Regions from separate parts of the Sus scrofa genome. Here region 2 is linked to region 1. A link is a contact called in public HiChIP or PLAC-seq data. All regions are on one chromosome and are shown on one strand. The core of a region is the stretch at or near the end of the contact, and the rest is flanking DNA. Distances in the headings are between cores, read along the strand shown.

Region 1 (7,013 bases), core at 466-2,965:
AGCCTGGGAACCTCCATATGCCGCGGGAGCGGCCCAAGAAATAGCAACAACAACAACAAAGGACAAAAAGACAAAAAATAAATAAATAAATAAATAAAAATAAAAAAATAAAAAAGTGTAAATAGTAAAACTGGACAGCTGCATGTAAATCAATGAAACTGGAACACACCCTCACACCATACACAAAAATAAGCTCAAAATGGCTTAAAAACTTAAATGTAGGACAAGACACCATTAAACTCCTAGAAGAGAACACAGGCAAAACATTCTCTCATATCAACCTTACAAATGTTTTTCTCAGGTCAGTCTCCCAAGAAGCAGAAATAAAAGCAAAAATAAACCAATGGGACCTAATCAAACCGACAAGGTTTTGCACAGCCAAGGAAACCATTAAAAAAAAGACAACTTACAGAATGGGAGAAAATAGTTTCAAACAATGCAACAGACAAAGGGCTTAATCTCTAAAATATGCAAACAACTTATACAACTCAACAGCAAAAAAGCCAACAACCCAACTGAAAAATGGGCAAAAGACTTGGATAGACATTTCTCCAAAGAAGATATACAGATGGCCAATAAGCACATGAAAAAATGCTCAACACCACTGATTATTAGAGAAATGCAAATCAAAACTACCATGAGGTACCACCTCTCACCAGTCAGAATGGCCATCATTAATAAGTCCACAAATAACAAATGCTGGAGAGGGTGTAGAAAAAGGGAACCCTCCTGCACTGTTGGTGGGAATGTAAATTTGTACAACCACAATGGAAAACTGTATAGAGGTACCTTAGAAAACTATACATAGAACTACCATATGACCCAGCAATCCCATTCTTGGGCATATATCCGGACTAAACTTCCCTTGAAAAGGATACATGTGCCCGCATGTTCATGGCAGCACTATTCGCAATAGCCAAGACATGGAAACATCCTAAATGTCATTGACAGATGATTGGATTAAGAAGATGTGATTCGTCGCAGTTACGATACTAAAATGATTTTTTTTTATTTAACATATTTATTTTAGTTCGACCTCATGGTTGTGTCTTGCGTACTCACACTTATCATAGCTAATATATAAAAAATACAACAACAACAACAATGGAATGCTACTCAGCCATTAAAAAGAACAAAATAATGCCATTTGCAGCAACACGGATGGATCTAGAGAGTCATACTAAGTGAAATAAGTCAGAAAGAGAAAGACAAATACCATATGATATCACTTATATCTGGAATCTAATATACGACACAAATGAACCTTTCCACAGAAAAGAAATGCATGGACTTGGAGAACAGATTTGTAGTTGCCGTGGGGGAGGGGGATTGACTGGGTGTCTGGGGTTAATAGATACAAACTATTGCCTTTGGAATGGATAAGCAATGAGATCCTGCCCTATAGCACTGGGAACTATGTCTAGTCACTTATGATGGAGCATGATAATGTAAGAAGAAAGAATGTACACATGTATGTGTGACTGGGTCACCTTGCTGTATAGTAGAAAATTGACAGAACACTGTAAACCAGCTATAATGGACAAAATAAAAAACATTATAAATGAAAAAAAAAAGGTCTAAATATAAAACAAGGCTCAACTTAGCCCTTCCAGGGTGAAGGGGACAGTTTCAGACGTGTTGGCACTTCTGGCCGCTAGGTGGCACCTGGAGGCTCGCGGGCGCGCGGGGAGGACGCATGCGCAGTGCTCTCGGGTTCAGCCGCAGACTACGCGTTCACCGGTTTTGCGCGCACACCGCGTTTACCTGTGTGCCCAGCGCTCCCGCACGCGCACGTCCCTGATAGCGCAGCGCGATTAATCCAGTTTGAGAGCTGCCGAGCTGAGAGCGCGGTTGGAGATGTCCGAGCTGCCCGAGCCGCCCGCAGACAGCAGTATCACGCTGACAGGCGCGACGAATGACTACGGCGACGTCCCGCAATCAGAGGTAGGCGGCGGGAGACGGGAGCCGGCCCTGGCTCAGCCGGAGGCGGCCAGCGAAGGTCGATGGCGGCCGCCAGGCAAGGCCTGATGGAGCAGGCCCGGGAGAGTCCGGGGGCGGCGCCCAGGGGAGCCCGAATGGCAGAGGTCGCTCGATTGTTGGCGGAGCCTGCGGAGGAAGAGGGTCCTGAGGGCAGACCCCGGTCTAGGCCCGGGAACGGGCCAGGCTTGAATGCGTTGCCCTATCTCCGCCTCCGTCACCCACTTGGCATTCTAGGAATTAATTACCAGCAGTTCCTCCGCCACTATCTGGAACACTACCCCATAGCTCCGGGCAGAATACAGGAGCTGGAAGGACGCCGCAGGAGGTTTGTGGAAGCCTGCAGAGCAAGGGAAGCGGCGTTTGATGCCGAATATCAGCGGAATCCTCAGAGGATGGATTTTGATGTTTTAACGTTTACTGTAGGTCTGACTGCATCTGAAATTATCAATCCACTCATAGAAGAACTTGGTTGTGATAAGTATATCAGTAGAGAATAGCTGAAACTGCTTCAAGAAGAACCAGTGCATTCAAAATGTGTTAGACCAATCCTGTAACTTGATTTTTAAAAAGTCAGAGTATGGGAGAATAAGGCATGGCACCGCTTAAAAGGAAACTTCTCATGAAAAGCATCAGACAAGAAAACATTTCCTTGAAAATGTCCTTTGGATTTGTGATTGTTCCAGATTCTTTTCCCTGCATCGTGGAAAATGCCTTTCAAAACTGCTTCATAAAACTGAGACTTGATGAGGAAGAGCTGCCACGAATAGAGCCCATGATGGTGAAAGAAGTTATCAAATAGCCATGGTAGGAATATGAGTTCCGGCTGAGTCATTAGGACAGGAAGGTCACGAGGGAACTTGAAATGGTCAGAATATGTGCTTCCTTCATATCAGATTCAATAGCTGTGAGTGTAAGATTGATGGTGTTTTCTGAGGCATTTCAAATGGCAAGCAAAGTCAATACTGTATATATTACATGATAAATTATATTCAGGAATATCTGAAATTTCTGGATTTCTCTTCTCATTCAGTTTGGTACATACTCTGTATGCCCCCAGAATATAAAATGTACAGTGAAAAGTCTTCCATCCCTCTCCCCCTCCACCAGGGTACCAGCACAATCCCCAGCTGTAACCACAGTACCTTTTCTTTCTTTTTTTGGTTTTTTTTTTTGTTTTTTTTAGGGCTACACCTGCAGCATATGAAGGTTCCCAGGCTAGGGGTCTAATCGGAGCTGTAGCCTCGGACCTACGCCACAGCTACAGCAATTCCAAATCCAGCTGGGTCTATGACCTACACCACAGCTCACGGCAACACTGGATCCTTAACCCACTGAGCGAAGCCAGGGCTCGAACCCGCAACCCCATGGTTACTGGTCAGTTTCATTAACCTCTGAGCCACGAAGGGAACTCCCACAGTACCTTTCCTGTGTTTACAGTCTCCCTGTATGTCTACACAAGCAAATACAAATCTGGGGGTTTTTTTCATTTCTTCACAAAAGTTAGCAAATTATGTTTATTGTTTTATGCATTGCATTTTCAGTAAGAGCTTACAATCCACTACATTTCCTCATTCTTTTTTTCTTTTTTCTTTTTTTTTGGCTGCTCCTACAGCATATGGAAATTCCCAGGCTAGGGATCAAATCCAAGCCAGAGCTGCAACCTATGCCACAGTTGTGGCACTGCCAGATCCTTAACCCACAGCACCCAGCCAGGGATCGAAACCCAAGCTGCTGCAGTTGGATTCTTAACCCACTGCACTGCAGCAGGAACTCCCTCCTCATTCTTTTTTAGAGCTGTATTTTATTCAGTCTATGGTTGTGTTGTAAGTTACTTAACTGGGAACATATTGATGGACATTTATGTTTTTTCTCAATATTTTCTATTGGCAAAAAAAAATTCTGAAATTAATCTTTTATGTATATTGCATGGCATGTGCACAAAGAGAGTATTGCTCTGATTTTCAATTCACTTTTCATATCCTGACATCTCTGAATTTGCATTCTATCTTACCTTGGGTGGTGTAATATAGGTATTTTCATAAAAATAACAGTGCATCAGCAGCTTCTTAGATTCTTTATCGTATCTGCAGTATGAATTTCCAGAAGTGAGAATTCCTTGCCAAATGCACCTATTTGAAAGTTTATAGTTATTGCTAAGTTGCCTTCCGTACATACATATTATACCACTTTCACTCCCACCAGCCGCTGGTGAACGCGGACACGCACTCGTGGCCTCACCAACACAGTAAGTCATCAGGCGTCTGGATCTTGCCAATCTCTATCATTGAAAAATGGTATATATCAGTTTTCATTTGCTTTTCTCTCATTATGAGTAGTTAAACATCTTTGTTGGAGTCGTATACATTCCCTTTTCCATAAACTATCTGTTCATGTCTTTTCTCCATCTCTCCTGAATAATTTTGTCCCTTCCTGTTGACTCTAGCAACTATAAATAAAATGAAATGAGATATGGTAATAGCTTATAATGTGAGTTATGGATATTTTTTTCCTAGTTGTCACTTGTCTTTGGTTTTCTTGAAAGCCTTTTAGCATGAAAGTTTTTGCTTTTGTTTCCTTCTTTCTTTCTTTTTATTTTTAGAGCCTCACCCATGGCATATGGAAGTTCCCAGGCTAGAGGTTGAATCGGACCTACACCACAAGGCAGGATCCAAGCCACATCTGTGACCTACACCACAGCTCATGGCAACTTTGGATCCTTAACCCACTGATCGAGGCCAAGAATCAAACCCACATCCTCATGGATACTAGTCAGGTTCATTTCCACTGGGCCATGACAGGAACTCCTTTTTTACGCCTGCACGATTTTGAATCTCAAAAGTTTTCTTGGTATCTGTATGTGCGCATGTGTGTCTGTGTCTGTATGTGGTTTCATTGTCCATGTTTGAATCTCTGAACCATTTGGAATTTATCCTGACATACAGTATGAAAATGAGGGTCCAAATTTTATTTTTTATTCTATTTTTCTTTTTATGGCCACACCTGCAGCGTATGGAGGTTTGCATGTTGTGGTTGGAAACAGAGCTGCAGCTGCCACGTGCACCACAGCCATGGCAATACCAGATCCAAGCTGTATCCACGAACTACGCCACAGCTTGCAGCAATGCCGGATCCTGAACCCACTGAGGGAGGCCAAGGATCGAACCCACATCCTCGAGGCTAAGGATCGAACCCACATCCTCATGGATACTAGTTGGGTTCATAACCCACTGAGCCACAACAGGAACTCATGTTTTTTCCATAGTAAATGAGGATTATTTCTTTTATATCTTCTAAAAATTTGCCTGTGTTCTTGAACATAATTCATTTCTGCATATTTATTTGATACCCTGTTAACATACTGAATTCTCTTACTGTTTTACTGTGATTTTTTTATTTGAATCTCCTAGTTTAGTGAACAAGTCATGCAAATAGTGACAGTACTGCCTCTTTGACAACTTTTGTATCTCTTCTTTCTCATTATTCCTTGGCTAGTACTTTCTGCCTCATTAAAATAATATGGGAGTTCCTGTTGTGGCACAGCGGAAACGAATCCAACTAGGAACCATGAGGTTGTGGGTTCAATCCCTGGCCTTGTTCAGTGGGTTAAGGATCCAAAGTTGCCGTGAGCCGTGGTGTAGGTCACAGATGTGGCTTGGATCCTGCATTGCTGTGGCTCTGGCACAGGCTGGTGGCTACAGCTCCGATTTGATCCCTAGCCTGGGAACCTCCATATGCCATGGTTACGGCCCTAAAAAGCAAAATAAGATAAAATGAAATGAATGATAATGAAGCATCCTTATCTTGTCCTGATTTTGTAGAAATTCTTCCTATAACGTATCCACCTATTATTATTTGTGTGTGTCTGTGTTTTATCAAGAATGGTTAGGAGTTCCCTTGTGGTGCAGCAAGTTAAGGATGCGGGGTTGTCACTGCTGTGACAACGAACCTGACTAGTATCCATGAGGTTAGGGATTCACCCCCGGCCTCGCTCCGTGGGTTAAGGATCTGGCATTGCCATGAGCTGTGGTGTAGGTCGCAGATGTGGCTCGGATCTGGCGTGACTGTGGCTGTGGTGGAGGCCAGCAGCTGTAGCAACAATTCGACCCCTAGCCTGGGAACCTCCATATGCCACAAGTGCAACCCTAAAAAAAAAAAAAAAAAAAAAAAAGACACTGGACGGCCAGCTCCAAGTGGGTTGTGACTAGGATCAAGATCATGTGAAAGGTTCTTACTTTCTTCAGAGACTGAAGGCACAAAACAGGAAAGTGGGAGCTGGTTCTCTGTCAGTTAATAAAGACTATTAAGTGGTTCCTACTTCCTCTTGTCACCAAGATCTACCCATCCTATTGCTTTCTGCAAAGAAAAGAAAAAAATACCTCCATTTCTCTAGAAGCGGATGGGCCAAGGGCCCCAAGAGGAACAAAGACCAGGTGAGAATCATTTCATCTGTAAAGTAGAAAGAGCCTTTGAAATAGGTGGCATCTCCTGGGAGTCCTTCATGCAGACCCCATCACCACTCAGCCAAGGTAGGGAAGCCCCAGGAAAAGACACTGGCTGGTCCAAACCGGGTCCAGGCTGGGAGTCTCCACTGCCCCGGTGCCCAGAAGCAAAAGGACCAAGGAAAAGAGCCAACAGTGGTGTGTGACTGCGTGAGCCACTGGGGAGAGTGACCGCGTGGGCTCGTGCATTGCTGGAGTGTGTGTAACCAAGTGACAGGGTGACATGAGGCTGTGCTTCTTGGTGTTACTGAGAGTTTTGTGACTGGCAAGCTGCACGGGACAGTAACGATAATAATAACCAGCATCTTGGGTTCAAAACAAGGTTCTGTGGGGGCCCAGGGACGGCTACCCCAAAACATGCCTCAATGGCATATCGATCGTTTTGAATTAAAGTCACTTAAGAAATGGCCAGGAGTTCCTACTGTGGCGCAACAAGGATCGGTGGCATCTTGGGAGTGCTGGGATGCATGTTTGATCCCGGCCTGGCCCAATGGGTTAAGAATGTGGCATTGCGGCGGCTGTGGCTTAGATCAC
Region 2 (6,831 bases), core at 1,264-3,763, 220 kb before region 1:
CCCGCATGGTGCTGCTCTTTCTAGGACTCTGTCCCTGGGAGGCCAGTGATCCCTAATCGTCACTAGCCAGAGCCCTACGGCCCATCCTGGACCTTTCTCTGCTTCTCTCCACAGCCCATCAGTCACTATGGCCTTCCACCCACCTCCAGAAATGTTTCTCCAGCCAATCCCTCTCTCCTTCCCAAGGACCCTGCCCTGATTCAGCGCCATCCTTTTCATCCAGGTCTCTGCACCAGACTCTGCTCACTGGGCCTCCGGTCCACTTTCTACATTTATGACACGCATCTCTGTCTAGCCTCAGTCTCTCTCCTGACCTTCAGACCTGGCTGTCCAGCAGCCTCCCAGACACCTCCCAGGCAGTGATGTCTCAGACTGCCCTCACCGTCTCCCCACAAACCGCTTTTCTGCCTAAGGCACCATCTCAGGGATCACCCCACTGTCCCCCTCCGTGCTATAGACCAAAGACACAAGCCTCATTTTAGACATCTCCCTCCCTTCACTACCTCACAACCAGCCCATCAGTGCAATTTCATTGCCCAGTCACACACCTTTCCCCACAAGCTTTACAAGAATACGGCTTGGTCTCGAGGAGCAGAGGCCAGAAACAGGAAGAAACAGATCAGACACAGAGACAATGACCATCATGAAGGCAGAGCCTAGATCCATGTTAGCAACAGCAGGTACTGTATACAGAGTCCTTACCAAAGCCCAGTCTCTTAACACATCACCTATGCTTTCAAACTACAGGTCCTAATCCAGTAGTAGTTTACAGAGTCATGATGAGAACAGGGTTGAAAACGAATTAGAGCCTGTCACACATAGTAAGACTAACCATTGTTTGGCCAAACTTTTACTATATGTTATATACACGCACACACACAAAAAGAAAATATGAAACACATTTCCACTCTTGTATCAGATCAAAATACTTTGAAAGACACCATTACACTGTCTTGCCTCGTTTGCCGTGCTAAGTTCCTGGCACATGGTAGGAAACAGTTAACGGCTGTTGCATGGACAGATGAGGAAACAGCCCCTGCCCCCACGCACCTGTGGTGGAGCCCACGATGGCTGTATTCTGATCCACAGCCTCCAGAAACTGCCCGATAACTAGTGGGATGCTTTGGATTCGCTTCACCTCCTCCTGGGCGTGGAGGAATTCCTTCTTCAGGTTCTTTTGCTCATCCTTGATGTACTCCTCCTGCACCTCCAGGAACTCCAGCTCTTGCTGCAGCTTCTGTGAACAGAGAGGAGAGAGGCAGGGTATGGCTCCAGGCCTTGCTGACCCAAGGAGTGGTGAAAGGTGGGGAAAGTATGGGATGCTGGGCCCAGAGCAGTGTCCGGATTGGGTCTGAATTGTACCTTGTAGCGGCTGTACAGGTCCTCCAGGTCCTCAGGCTCAGGCCCCAAGAAGGACAGGCCAGTCTGGGGCCGTGACACAGACAGAGCTGGGATCTCATCCTAGACCATGGAGGGAAACACAGTTTGGAAGAGGGTCCCCTTATGAAAAAATCTAGAGTCCCCTTCCCACTTCAGCATAAAGGCACTTGGCCACTAAATCGATTCTGGAAAGCTCTCAGCCACCTAAACAGGTTCCTGAAGTCATTCAGCTACTAACAAGCCCCTAGGTCAACCAACCTTCCAAACAGGTCTTTTGCTATCATGTCCCCAATGTCACCCAATTCCCAACGAGGGCCTAAATCAACTACTTACTAGACCCCCAATGCCCTCCAGCGCCCCCCACCCCAAAGCAGGTTCCGGCCCTCTCAGTTGACTGTTAAAGTCACCATGACTTCAAACTGTCCTGGAATTATTACTCAGTTACCCCCTAAAGATCCCTCAAGTCACAGAACTCCAACTCACATTAGGCCCCAATGTCATCCAGCTCCCCAGGTAGGCCCCAAATACCATTCGGCCAGACCACAGATACTACTCGGCCCTCAAACAACAGCTAAGCCCCGAATATCAGTCAGCTCCCAGCCCAGCCTCTGCTATCATTCGGCCCCACGGCCAAGGCTCATCACTCATCACCCGACCAATTCCGCCGGGCCACCGATGTCACAGCACTCTCTGCTAAACTTTGGAATTATTCAGTCCCAAAGAACCTCTAATGCCACTCGTTTCCCCAGCCCGCTTTCTGAGCGCTACTGCCCTCCTAACATCACTCAACCACCCGCTCCAGGCCTCGGGACGGCACGAAGCTCTCTACCGAGCCCTTCGAAATCACTCAGACCCAGGCCTGGATCCCGCAAGTCACGCAGCATCCCATGCAGGTCGGCTTCCCCCTCTCCCCGAGAGCCAGACCCCACCGGACCTGAGCTTTCTCCACCAGGATGCCTATCTCCTCCATAGTGACCAAGCCGGCCTCTGTGTGGCCCGGCCTAATCCAGTCACCGCTTCCGCTGACGCCAGCGGAAAGCCAGGACCTGGTGCCTTCTGGGAAACGTAGTTTTAAGACACCACCGAGAGAAGGCTGGAAGGGCCGGACAGGTGGAGGGAAGGGCAAACCTCGTCCTAGGCTCCGCCCCAATATGTGCGCATGCGCACTCGGTTCCTTGCGGGCTCGCGCGCGCTGGGCCCTGGAGCGGTGCGCTTGCGCAATAGCTTGCGGTAACGGGGTCTCGCGCGGGCGCTTCCCGCTTGTGTGTTCTTGCCAACCGAGGAGCGGTTCTCTTTTTTCTCTTTCACTTGAGGAATTTCTCAAGAGGTCTGTTAGAATGTCATGGCCAAGTGCTCTTCTTTCTTATTTAGTGGTCGGGCTGGAGATGCCTTGGGCTGCGGCCGAGGATTGCCTCCTGCGCGGGGGCGGGAAGACCTGGACTGCCCCTGAGAATTAGCCGCGAATCAAGTAGAACCTACGCTTTAGGGCTGGAGAAGGTGAGAGCAGCAGTGCCAGGAGTTTGGTCACGCAGGAGACCTGCAGCTCTACACCAGGCCCTGTGCTTAAGTCTTAGGTGCTTAACTTAATTGAATCTTGACAGACTTTATGTTCCCTTTACAGGGACAGAAACCAGAATGGGGCCCCCATCTGTCTGTTCCCAAAGCCTGTGCTTCAGGCCCTGGGGGTACACCGCTGCTCATCACACCAGCTACAGTTTTGTTCTGCCTTTTTTTTTTTTTTGGCTTTTTGGCTTTTTGGCTTATAGGCCGCAGTTGCGGCATATGGAGGTACCCAGGCTAGGGTCAAATCTGAGCTGTAGCTGCAGCCGGCCTACGCTATTGCCACAGCAACGCGGAATCCCAGCCGCGTCTGCGACTTTTACACCAACGCAGAATCTTTAACGCACTGATTGAGGCCAGGGATCGAACCCGTGTCTTCATGGATGCTAGTCGGGTTTGTTAACCGCTGAGCCAGGACGGGAACTCCAGCTACAGTTTTGTTAAGTAAACTTTGTTCAAGTGTAAGTTCAGAGAAATATAAAGATCATTAGCGTACAGTTCAACGAATTTACACAAAGTGAACACCCCCATATAACCAATCCTTAGACCAAGAAACCAAACATTAGCAGACCACAGAAGCCCTGCGCACTCTCTTTTCTGCCACCCTCATCCCTTCTGAAAGTTATCACTGACCTGATTTCTACCATGGATTACTTTTGTCGGTTTTCAACTCTCTGGGGACCCCATACAGTGTATGCTGTGATTTAGCTTCTTTTACTTAACATTATGTTTGTGCGATAATACTGTATGTAGGGATAGTTCTTTCGTTTTCATTTCTGTATGGTTTCCATTGTGTACCTAAAACTGGATATCTTCCAGTTTGGTTCTATACTACATATGCTTGTACATTTCTTTGGTAAACATGGGAACACATTCAGGAGCAGAATTGCTGGTCAGAGGGCAGGTATGTGTTTAGCTTTAGTAAACGCTGTCGAACTAAACTAACTTACACTCCCACCAATTGAGCATGCATTTGATATTGTCTCTATTTAAAAATTTTTTCCATTCTCCTGGGTGTGTGGTGGGTTGTCACACCAGACACCCTTTTGTATGCTTCTTTTAGCCAGGCAATTTAAACCATGATCTCTGAATCCTTACACCACCCTCAGGGGTAGGTTTGTCTTTTTGTTTTTGTTTTTCCTATTTTGGTTGCCCCATGGCACATGGAGATCCTGGGCCAGGGATGAGATCCAAGATGCAAGTTGCCTATGCAGCAGCTATGGCAATGCTGGATCCTTAACCCACTGTGCTGGGCTGGGGATGGAACCTTTGTCCTGGTGCTGCAGAGACACCGCTGATCCCATTGAGCCACAGGGGGAACTCCAACGTCCCACTGTTTTTATTTTCACAAAATAAAAGGGAAAACAATGGCAACAAATCCTTCATTTTTTTTTCTCTGCGTCGACAGCTCTCAATTCCATCTTTCAGCTTTCTGCCTGACACCCAAAAGGCATCCCAGATTTCTACTTGAGTCTTAGAGTCTGTGACTTAAAACAGAATCCATCATCGTCCTCCTTGTCTCTTGTTCCCTATTCTCCCAGTTTCCACACTTCAGATTCAAACCTATGTTATCTTTGCCATTATTCTTCTAAGCCCCATCAAATTGTCTCCAAGTTCTCTCTGCCGCCTCTGCAATGATAAATCAATGGAATCCAATCCTTTGGAATCTTCGTGGAGAATAATCATAGGTAGCCATTTCTTGAATACTGTGTACCTGGTTCTTTGCTAAGCATTTTACCTCATTATCTTATTTAATCTTCACAACAACCTTAGGAAGCAGATAGCGAAAGTAACTATACAGAGTGCTTACCTTGTGCTAGATTTTATACATATTGTGATTTAATCCCAGATTCAAGTGGAATTTGAAGTGGGAGCTGTTATCCTCTTTCTCAGGTCCTACATGAGAAACCAGGCTCAGAGATGGGAGGTCACTTACCCAAGATCACACAGCAGTTAAATGGTGGAGCTGGCATTCAAATCCAGCGCCTTTGCTCGTAACCTCACGTGATAGTTATTGGGATTTGCAGATGATCTTCCACAGGTGAGCCAAGTTCTTCTCAAGAAAGAGAACATCAAATCATTTAAGGAGTTTCTTCAAGCTAGCCTCACCTTTCCCTGTGCCCTCTCATTATAACCCTCCTTTCCATCTCGTGGTTAAGAACCACCCATCTAGGTCATCTATCAGTGGGCAAATTAGAGCCAGGACCAGCCCAGCTGACTATTTAACTCTCCTGGTTCAAGTCCGGGGCTTTCTCCTTCTCGACCACACTGCCTTCTAACGGAAGCCCCGAGCAGCTCTTGTTCTGAGTGAGAGTATTCCTGAATCTGTGCTTTAGAGCCCTGGGTGAAGCTAAGTGTGTGCAGGAGCCAGCAGACCAGTCCGTAAAGACAGGGGGCTGGCAGAGGACCTATTCCTCATCCACAAGCAGTGGTTGAAACTCAGCTCCAGCTGCCGTAGCCATGCCAGTGTGCGTTGCTGCCAGATTTGATGCTTCAACCGAAGACAGGAATCCAGAGGTTCAAGGGACATTTTCTAGTTTTAAAATGTTGACAGTATGTTTGAACACTTAAAAACACCAGGCAGGCCAAATAAACCTCACCTGTAGGCTTCATACAGTAGATAGATGACACCTGGTCTAGATTTATCTTGTCACCAGTATTACTGTCAAAGGCCCAGGCATGAAGAGCTTTGCTTGGTCCCAGAGTAGAAGAGGAGGAAGTAGCCCGAACCACTCAGAAGGCAGCAAGAATAAGGAGTAAAGGATAGGTAAGTATTAAACTCTGGGGAAAAGCACATGAAAATGTCTGACAGTAGCCAATTGGTTAAGTAAACTTTGAACATCCATCCATTATAGTCTATTTTGAGGGGGTTTGTATATGATACAAAGTATTGATCAAAATTTATCTTTTTGCTTGTAGAGACAGTTGTTCCAGCACCATTTGTTGGGAAAAAAAAAATTTTCCTGCTGAATTGCCTTGAAACTTTGTCAAAATTCAGTTGATTATGCATGTGTGGATCTATCTGTGGACTATTTGTTCTTCTGATCTGTTTTTCTCTTTTGACACCAACACCGCATTGTCTTAAGCTTTATTCTGCAGCTTTAGAAATCTCAAAGTTCAGGAATTCCCTGATGGTACAGTGGGTCTCGGGTCTTGCGTTGTCACTGCTATGGCTCAGGTTCAGTCCCTGAACTTCCACCTGCCTCAGGTATGGCCAAAAAAAAAAAAAAAATTGTAAAGTTTGGTAGTGGAAGTCTTCCAACTTTATCCTTATTTTTCAAAGTTATTTTGACTATTCTAAGTATTTAGCATTACTATAAGAGTTTTGGATCTGCTGCAGTATTTTTTTTTTTTTTTGTCTTTTTGCCATTTCTAGGGCCGCTTCCACGGCATATGGAGGGTCCCAGGCTAGGGGTCTAATTGGAGCTGTAGCCACCCACCTACTCCAGAGCCACAGCAGCACGGGATCCGAGCCACGTCTGCAACCTACACCACAGGTCATGGCAACGCCAGATCCTTAACCCACTGAGCAAGGCCAGGGACCAAACCCTCAACCTCATGGTTCCTAGTCGGATTTGTTAACCACTGTGCCACAAAGGGAACTCCTGCTGCAGTAATCTTGCTGAGTAGTATCCAGCCAGTAAAGTTGCATGCCATCCTTGGCATCAGCTGTTGGGGAGGAATAAACCTCCCTCTACCTTTCTAGGCTCTCTGGTTGGTATAATAATTAAATTGACATGGGATAGACTAACAGGGAAAAAATCAAATTTTAATGACATAAACAGGAGAGAGACCCAGAAAAACTGAATAACCCCTTAAATATCTTAATTATCTCTGCTCTTCTACCTGTATCCTTTCAGATCTCTCTCTGTGAGCTCACTAATTCTCTCT

What was found. HiChIP or PLAC-seq counts read pairs in DNA pulled down with a chosen protein or histone mark.
Region 2: a contact with region 1 is called in an H3K27ac HiChIP or PLAC-seq map of alveolar macrophages. The contact joins the promoter of PSMC4 here to the promoter of LOC100520248 in region 1. A contact is called at or near these places in 4 of 47 Hi-C or Micro-C datasets (embryonic fibroblasts, heart right ventricle, retroperitoneal adipose tissue and 1 more) and 1 of 2 datasets of contacts at active chromatin or transcription factors (alveolar macrophages).

What each region holds. Positions count from the first base shown.
Region 1 is chr6:48,180,030-48,187,042 of Sscrofa11.1, reverse strand. It overlaps LOC100520248 (EP300-interacting inhibitor of differentiation 2), which reads left to right and starts at 1,715. Exons shown (of 2, transcript XM_003127131.4): 1 at 1,715-1,999; 2 at 2,002-4,463. The coding sequence starts at 1,858. The coding sequence ends at 2,477.
Region 2 is chr6:48,401,919-48,408,749 of Sscrofa11.1, reverse strand. PSMC4 (26S protease regulatory subunit 6B) reads right to left here and starts at 2,513. Exons shown (of 11, transcript XM_021094383.1): 1 at 2,315-2,513; 2 at 1,363-1,461; 3 at 1,051-1,237. The coding sequence starts at 2,350.